2 separate regions of the Sus scrofa genome follow, and region 2 is linked to region 1. Evidence: chromatin contacts called from public Hi-C data. All regions are on one chromosome and are shown on one strand. Each heading gives the region's core, a stretch centred on a gene start, on an enhancer-like site or on the middle of the called end of the contact. The rest is flanking DNA. Distances are from core to core; before and after follow the strand shown. Region 1 overlaps LOC110255517 (a long non-coding RNA gene). Region 2 holds the start of RALGPS2 (ras-specific guanine nucleotide-releasing factor RalGPS2).

The links. A called contact is a pair of places that touch in the nucleus more often than the background predicts.
Region 2: a Hi-C map of liver shows a contact between it and region 1, with 5 times the contacts expected there. The contact joins the promoter of RALGPS2 here to the enhancer-like site in region 1. A contact is called at or near these places in 2 of 5 promoter capture datasets (fetal liver and fetal skeletal muscle), 3 of 47 Hi-C or Micro-C datasets (embryonic fibroblasts, liver and skeletal muscle) and 1 of 2 datasets of contacts at active chromatin or transcription factors (skeletal muscle).

Annotation. Positions count from the first base shown.
Region 1 is chr9:120,414,775-120,419,590 of Sscrofa11.1, forward strand. All of the region lies in intron 2 of LOC110255517 (a long non-coding RNA gene), which reads left to right. Among named protein-coding and RNA genes, the nearest start is that of CLEC20A, 64 kb to the left of the region's middle. Within about 2 kb of position 3,052, at least 3 of the 83 cell types and tissues checked have an H3K27ac peak or open chromatin away from gene starts, as enhancers often do. A contact at or near this core is called in fetal liver and liver, where this site is marked.
Region 2 is chr9:120,560,356-120,564,765 of Sscrofa11.1, forward strand. RALGPS2 (ras-specific guanine nucleotide-releasing factor RalGPS2) reads left to right here and starts at 2,023. Exons shown (of 20, transcript XM_021063727.1): 1 at 2,023-2,227.

The DNA of each region.
Region 1 (4,816 bases), core at 1,802-4,301:
GTTTTATCTTGGCTGGGAACATGTGTGTCAGACTACTCAAGTTTTTTACCACTCTGCACATTTCCATGAATAAACATGCAAGCCTCATGAGTATTGATTTTGGGGCTACAGATACATTTTAGTAAGTAGGTGAATTTACAGCTACACAACTCACAAATAATGGAGATTAACTATACATAAAAGAAGGAAACCAAATTGATAAATGGTGATGATTCTGTTATGCTCATTCATAGGAAAACAGGAAAGAAATGAACATTGATGGAGTACATACTGCATGCTTATGTTTTGCATTTACTATATCATCCAATATAATATATATTATAAAACATAATTTGTAGCCCTTTCTCTTTTCCTTCTGAAACTCCATTTATGCATATGTTGGTACACTTGATGGCATCCCATACAAGCCTTTGAGGCTCTATCCATTTTTTCCTCATTCTTTCTTCTTTCTGTTCTTGAGACTGGATAGTTTCAATTGACCTGTCAGGTTTGCTAATTCTTTCCTCTGCCTGCTCACATCTGCTTCTGAGCTCCCTCCCGTAGTGCATTTTCCATATCAACATCAGAATTTGATTCTGTGTATATATGCATTTATGAAATTTCTATCTCTTTATTAATATGCTCTATCTGGTGGTATATAATTCTAATACTTTAGTTCTTTAGATGTGAGTTCTTTTAGGTCTTTATATTTAAAATACCTGATTTAAGGTCTTCATCTAGTAAATCCAGTGTCTGGACTTCTTCGGGGTTTTTTTTTTTTTTTCCTGTGTATGAACTGTATTTTCTTGCTTATTTACTTGTCTGGCAATATTTTGTTGAACACTAGACATTCTAAATAATATATGTGACAACTGGAATCAGATTTTCTACCCTTCTCACGTTTGTTTTGCTATTTGTTATTGTTAGTTTGTTTCGTGGCTTTTCTGAACTAAGTCTCTTTTCTTTGTTAGGTTGGCCACTGAAGTTTCTGCTTGATTATCTTAGTGGTCAGCTAATGATTGCACAGAGATTTCTTTAAATGCTTTGAACTAATAAATCTCCCAGTCTTTGCTGAGGACTCTCTGTGAGTGTTGAATTGCCTTCAACACAAAGCCAGGTAGTTGACAGCTCTGTCTTAGCCTTTACTTCTTCCTTTTTCAGAGCCTCAAGGTCAGCCAGAGGTGACCCTCTCAGGTCTTTCCTGAACATGCCCACAGCCCTACATATACATATCACCTTGTGGATTACCAATAATGTGTCAGGGTTTTTCAAAGCTTTATAAACATTTCATTTTACAGTTTTTCCTTTTAAGCTTTTTGGGTAGATTATTTGTGCAACTGTTACCCACCACTTTAGGCAGCTGTAAAGTTTAAAAATTGCCTCTAATTGTTAACAAACATACTAAGGTAAAAGGCTTTTCACACTGAGTTCCAAGGTAGGTCAAATAAAGATACGCTTGCCAGGGCGGTCTTTGAGAAAATCACCAGAGAAGTCAAATAATGACAGTTCTCTTGGAATGAGGTTTTAAAGGCACGTCAATCCTGTTTTGCCCCTTCCAGGGGGGTTGGCATGTTTCTAGTTTTCACCATGATTGGAAGCTTTTGATTTTCAAGGCCACCGCGGAGCTGGGGAGAGATGGTGTTAAAATGCCACAAAGTTTGCTATTCTTACGGAGATCCAGTGGTTTTTCTTGAATGAATACCTGTAGATTGAGTAAACAGGCTCACCAAAAAGCCTTTTGTTAATTTTCAGAGTTTTGAAAAAATGTCGATTCTGACCACGTTGCTTTCATGGAGGAGTTTTTGAAGGTTCCTTTGACTCATGCCCCTTGGTAGCTCTTTTGATCCTTATTATAGCAGTTAGGATTAGGTCTGTCTACATGTGACCAAAGACCCCAAGTAACAGTGGCTTAAATACACACGTTGTATTGTCTCACATTAAGTTAAAAGTAAGTTGGAACTGGAGTTCCCATCGTGGCTCAGCGGTTAATGAATGCGACTAGGAACCGTGAGGTTGCGGATTCGATCCCTGACCTTGCTGAGCTCTGATTAGACCCCTAGCCTGGGAACCTCCATATGCCTCGGGAGCAGCCCCAGAAAAGACAAAAAGACAAAAAAAAAAAAAAAAAAAAAAAGTAAAAGTTGGAACTGTTCAGAGACAGCGGCTTCTTTTCGCTTTCAGCTCTGCCAGCCCTAGAGTGTGGCCCTCATGTTAAGAGTCTGAGATAACTGCTTAGCTCCTGCCTTCCAGGAAACAAGATGAAGGAAGAGGTGAAGACGAGCATACACCCTTCCTTTAAGTACACTTCCCAGAAACGGCACATGGTGTTTCAGAACATGGTCACATGGCCACATGGCCACACCCAGCTCAGAGGAGGCTGAAAAGATAGGGTCTTGATTTAGAAGGCCATGTGCACAGCTGAAAACTAAGGGTTTATTAGTAAGGAAGGAGGATGATTAGCTGTGAAGATAACTCTTTGACAGGTGAAAAAACAGAGGTTTAAAGACATTCACTAATTGATCCAAGGACACCCCGGCTGTGTGCGGTGGTCCTGGGATTCAAATCAAGTGATCCGATCCTAAAGCCTGTTCTTTTAACCCTTTTGCCATGCAGATTCAGAGACAAGCTTGATGAAATCACAGAGTTGGCAAGCACAGATATATCTGGCCCCAAAACTCATCTTTTTTCCATATTTACCCCAAGCCATCTATTTTACTCTGGTGGGCCATCTGGAAAGGGAACAAAATAGATCTCATTGTTCAAGCTGAAATGCCTGGTTAGAGGTTCATTAAGACATCTAAATAAAGGGCATCAAGTGCCTTTGAAATACAGGACCACAGTGAGTGCTGGAAGGACAGCGAATGAACCAAGATGACAGATAATCAGAACTAGAGCTATTAGGAAACACATGCAGTAGAACTTGCTTTCCAAAGTGGGGTTAAGGGACCAGTAAGGTAGAGGCCGTGCATTGCTATTAAGAAATCAGTATTGAAGGTTGCAGCCTTGAACAGAACCTAAAGTCCTAAAGTTGTTTTGTTTTTCCTCACTAACCTCTTGGACTCCTAGCCCTGCTCCAACCAGTCAGTGTGCTGTTGTTTGTCCCTTCTGTGCCCATCTGGCTCTGGGATGGGGTGAGGCCCAGAGGAAACCCAGTCTTCAGGGTCCACGGAGCCCACCCAAGGTCTAAGGGGATGAAGGCCATTGCAGTTTGATAACCAACAGAAGCACAGTTGAAGTTGTGGTGACTAAAACAGCCCCATTCATAGCCACCTGAAGATAATCCACTGTTCTCTACGGTTTGGAGCCATTACACACACAAAGATTGGGTTCCAGCGCTGGAGTGATTCTAACTCTATCTAATGGTGTCTGTTTGAGTTATTGAACTTAAAAAAACCTCATGGTTGGAATTTGGGCTCCATAAGGAGCTGCCATCTGTTTGCCTTCTTTGCATCTAGAAGCCTCCTTACTAGCACACAGGGCATATCCACTGCTAAGAGATCCCTCCCCACCCTGTCCTGGCACCCCAAAATAACCCCTGGTCATACCTTCCCTTCACACACACACACACACACGTGCAGAAATAACTCCAGCCTTTGCTTTTGTCCTCTGCTTTCACCTTTTTCCAGGCTCCCACACTGTTCTTTCTGTGGCTTCACACCTGAACTCTTTCTCCCTACACCAAGGTTAAAGTAGCTGGTATGAAAATACCAGATTACATTTAATATTTAAAATTTAATTGAACACTTTATTTTGAGTAGTTATAGATTCACATGCAATGGTAAGAAATAACACAGAGAGCTATCACGAGCTCTTTACCCAGTTTCCCAGTGGTGGCATCTTGCAAAACTTGGTACAATATCAGAGTCAGGCTATTGACGTTGGTCTAATTCCCAGATCTTATTTATATTTCCTTTGTCGTGTGTGTGTGTGTGTGTGTGTGTGTGTTTCTATGCTATTTTATCACGTGTGAAGGTTTGTGTATCACTCACTATCTCTTGTGTTGCCTTTGAATAACCCCACCTATCTCCCTCTTGCTCCTCCCCCACCAGCCCACCCATGGCAACCTGTTCTCTATTGCTATATTTTTGTTGTTTCCAGAATGTTATATAAATGAAGCTGTAGCCTATGTAACCTTTGGGGATTGATTTTTTAAAATTCAGCCCAGTTCCCTTGATAGCCATCCAAGTTTTTGCATGTGTCAAAAAGTTGTTCCTTTTTATGCTGGGTTTTATTCTAAGGTAGGATGTACCATAGTTAGTTTCACCATTTCCCCGCTGAAGGACCTCTGGTTGTTATCAGTTTGGGGCTGTTATGAATAAAGGTGCTATGAATGTTCATAAACAGGTTTTTGTGTAAAAATAAAACATAAGTTTCTATCCTCTGGGATAATTGTCCAAGAGTGCATTTACTGGATCATGTAGTAATTGCATGGTTAGTTTTATGAGAAACTACCAAAATGTTCTCCACCAGCAGTAAATGAGTGATTCTGTTTCTGTACATCCTTGCCAGCATTTGATGTTATCACTACTTCTGATTTTTGTCATTCTAATAGGTATGTAGTAAAATTTCATTGTGGTAATTTAGTTTTTTTAAATCTATTTTTATTTTATTTTTATTTTTTAAATGATTACACCAATGGCATATGGAAGTTCCCAGGCCAGGGACTGAATCTGAGCCACAGCTGCGGCAACACCAGATCCTTTAACGCACTGCACCAGGTTGGGGATTGAACCTGTGCCTCTGCATCAACCTGAGCTGCTGCAATCAGATTCTTAACCCACTGTGCCACTGCAGGAACTCCTACATCTGTTTTGGTATATCAACTTTTAATTGTAAA
Region 2 (4,410 bases), core at 773-3,272, 140 kb after region 1:
ACTTTTTTCTCTGTTTTTATACACAAATTCTACCAAGTTCTGAAATTCGAACTTAATGCAACTCTAAAGGTTAATAAAAGTATTATTTTATAGGTTATCAATGAGAAACAGATTCTGAGTAATTATTCCAAACTCAGAAATCTAGTATATATAAGAGTTTACTATATCCATGGCCTAGCTTCATGAGTCACATGGCTTTTTAGAGTCCAAATGAAAACTTCATTGCTCTTACAGTAAACTGTGAAAATTATTGGCAGATGTAGGAACACAGGCTTATTTGTTTTTACGAAACCCTAATTCAAGTTTAAAGTCATTGTTAAGACATTTATACAAGACAGAATTCCCTGTTGTTCCTCAGTTTTCCTAGTTTTTAAAAGCAGTGATATTGGGATATGTATGTATGTATATGTATATATTTATAACATATATATAATTGTTGTATGTATTCCTGTGGGCACACAGCCAACCACTTTTTCCTAAATTTCTTACACTTTAAAAAGATTAAACTTTTACTCAACCTGAGTTACCCAGCTGGAAGGATTTTCCCTCCAAGTGCTAATTCTGTTCGCCTGTTGTTTCTTTGGGACTTGAAGCAATCAACATCTATGGGAAAACTTCCTATATACATTACTCATTTCCCCCTTTTCCTTTTTCACCAATAGTCTGCCCCACCCAACCACACCCCTTTATTTGGGGTCTTTTCTCATTTAAAAGTTTTTTTCTTCTTCTTCTTTTGGTTTCTCTACTTCTCCCAGTGATTTCAGCACGATTCAAGACTTCCTTTGAAAGTAAATGAAATTAAAATGAAAAACAATGAACTTTACCCCTCTTTGTTTCTGTTTTTTAACTTACCTTCAGGTGTAAGGTGGGGAAGGTGAGGGGCTTTAAAGAACTAACTCTATTTGAGAGAAAGGGGTTGAAGGGCATTCTAGCTTCCCTAACTAAAGAGCTGTGACACAAGGCAAAGGAGGAAATAATCAGCATTCTTCAAGACACAGGATTAATCAGTTCTGTTTGGTGGTTATTAAAGAGAGGAAAGAAACGAAATGGGAACAATTTTAGCCCTTTCATGTTTTATGCCCCATGCTGGTACACAGTATTCCTTCCACATTCTACTGCCCATTGCCTGGAGAAAGAGCTGCAGATCATCAAATAATCATCCATTTTCAAATGGTCTAATGATAGCGTGTACAAAGGTGGCTCACTTAAAACCTTCCATTTATAGTCACACTGCATCAAATGGTGCTAATTTTAAGTAGGCCACCCCAAATAGTGCATCCTCCGAAACAACACCCTTCCACTGTTTAACCAAATTCATCCCTTTTTCATTCACAGGAAAGCGTTAAAATTTCAGAATCTTGTTCTTGCACCGAACGAGAAAATTCTGCTCACCTGGAACTCATCAATCTGAGACCCAAGGGATGCCAAATTTCTGCCATTTGCTCTTAAGCCAAGGGCATCACTCAAAGGCCTATTTCTAACACCTCTCGAATCTTACTGTGTCAAAGTATTGATCACCCTAATTTGTGACGGCAGTGGGGTCTTCACCTTTGGAACCCCCTCACTTGCGCGCAGCGACTTCTAAAAACACCGCTGACGCGGGCAGGATATTCGATCTAGGGACCGAGTGTTTGCAGACTTTGTTCTCTGGCCTTAAAGGTGAGGTGGTGGCGCTGAAGCGACGGACACCACAGCGGATTTCACCGTGGAGGCGCGGGTGGCGGGGCTGCGGCGGGGGCCCCCACCTGTCGGTCTTCCCACCCTTCCCCGCCCCCTCGTTTGGCCGGGAGCGGCCCCTCCCTCCCACGCGCGCAGGGCGGAGGGACTGCGGCTGTAGGCGCGCGCCGCGGCCGCCGGCCCCCGGCGGCAGTTGGGCTCGGCCCGGCAGAAGCGCCGCTGGCGGGGGCGCGCGCGGGGAAGACCCCGCCGGCCGCTGCGTTCGGGGCCCGCGCGAGCGCGCCCGGTTGGTGCGCGAGCGCGGCTCCGCCCCGCCCTCTCGGCGCACGCCCCCGCCCGGTCCGCTCTCCTCCCCCACCCTCGGCGCGGACGGGGTGGATCCAGCTCACTCCCCTCCCCCGAGCGGCCGCGGCGGCTGCGGGCGCTGAATGAGAGACGCCGACTGCTCGGGTTGCTGAGCGCTAGCCTAGGCGGCGGCGGCGGCAAAGCGGCGGAGCGGGAGGCCGGCGCCGTCTTTCCATCGTCCGAGGCGTCTGCCCCGGCTGCACAGGTCGGTGCTCTGGCCGCGGGCCTGGTGCGGAGCCTTGTAGGGCGGTGCGGGGGGTTGGGAAGGTGGGTGCGCTGCGCCCCCCGGGCGGCGCTGAGCCGCAGCAGCGGCGGCGGCGGCGCGGGGAATGGCGGCGGCCCGGGCGCTGCGGTGTGTTGATCTCCCGGCCGCGGGCTCCAGCGCTGTTCGCCCTCGGCGCGGGGAGGGGGCTGCGGAGCTCGGGCTCAGGGAGGAGGGGGCCCGGGGTCTGGGAACCAGGGCCGCGTCTCCCTTGGCGGCTCGCTCTCGGCGTCAGGAGGCGGCCATGGGGTCTCCGCTCCAGGTCTCTGTCCTGGGGCCCCGGGCATGGCGACCCCCGGAGCCCGCCTCGCCTCTTTTTCTCCCGGGTGGCGGAAGCCCCCGGCCTCCGCTAGCGCTGCCCTGGCTCCGGGAGGCGCCTCTGCCTCCGTTCAGGTGAGCGGGAGCGGGGACCGGCCGAGCCGGGCCACACCCCCTCCCCGGCCCTGGCAGCTGCGCCCCGAAGCCGGACTGCCCAGCTGGCTATCTGCGGACCCGCACTCTCGCGGTCAGGGTGACCTGTTGCGGGGCGGCCCGCTGCGCGAATGGCCTGCCTGCCTAGGACTCGAAAGGGCCAGTCCTGCGGTGGCCCGGGGCGCTGCCCGAGGTCGGAGCTGTACCGCTAGGAGCGGGCGTTCTGAAAAAAGGAGAGATTGCCCACGATCCGACCAGACACTTGCAAAGCCGGGATATCTGTCTGCAGATATCCGGAATTCCATTGCAGTATCGGATTCAGTAGGCTCATAAACACCATGCTTTGGAGGTGATTTGGGAGAAACCCGATCCAGGAGTGAGGAGCGGATATCTGTAGCTGGAAAAGAGCCGTAAACCTGTGCAGAGCTAAATTATGCCCCCACCTGCCCCCCTCAAAGCTCTTTTCCTGTAGCTGTGTGTTGTGTAGACGCAGGCCAGTTTCAGTGTACGTGGGCGTGTTTGGGAAGAAGCTGCGAGCTGATAGGAGGTACCTTAGTACAAATGTTAATTTGTTTTAACTGGGAGGGGTGAGGGAGGAGGAAGAAGAAAGGGCTCTGAGGTTAGCTGTGGAGGAGGGGCCATTGAAACACTAAATTTCTGTTTAAGAAAGCCCTCAAAAGAAATATCTAATACTCAGCGTTGAAGCCCACAAAGGAGGAAAGACAGGCGGCAGTTAAATGGAGCTCTCTCATTTACGTGCCCTGGACTTTAAAATGTCAACACTCTAGTTGCTATAGAGAGTTTTGTTTTCCTACCAGTGTTTATGAGTTGATTTTGGTGTTTTTTGTATTCACCGTCAAATTGATTCTGTTCAGATCTCTTTGAAGATGACCGTCAGGATTTTAGGAAACTTTTCGATCCGTGCAGTCTAGTTCTGCAGCCAAAGATCATAGCCGTAAAAGCCTGTTCCATCCAGATAACTGTGCTTATACAAGTGCAGTAGAATCATGAAGTGTGGTACTGTAACTGCTGCATAACTTACTGTAGACTTTAGAATTATAAAGGAACTTATCCAGACAGTATTATTGTAATAAAGAGAACCTCTGACTCGAGTTTTGTGGACATAAGTTTTATCATCTAGCTTCAGAGATTTTGAAAATACTCATTCGCTTAAAAAATCAAATGTAAGAACATACGATGCCTTTTCAAGCAGATAATTGTAATTAACTTATTTTGAACTTAGTTTTTCTCTTTAAAAATCAGTGTAATTTATTCCACCTTTTGTTTAATTAAGGAATTTGACCTTTCTGACTCCTCAGGGTGGAACTCTGGAACTATTGTTCATTTTGCTCAAATACTTGTAGATTACAACAGAACTTCAAAGATAATACTTGTTTTATCAAGATTGCAACCTGTGTTTCTGATACATATTTTGATTATCAGGAAGAACAGACCAAAATCTCCTGAGAGAAAATAGAACTACTATAAAACTGACTTTATGGATTTTTTACCTTGTGTACTTTTCTTATATATGGTGAGTGATGTATTTGTGTGTGTTTATATACCCAGTACATGTCTTTTTCATTATTAGGTCGTTATAGTTGAGACAGTAGTTACTTGTAGTGAATGATGAATATCTGTATAGGTGAAATTGCTCTCTTGCAACTTAAAACACTTAAGCTTTTATCCAGCTTTTGCCCAGCTCATTTGTTCAT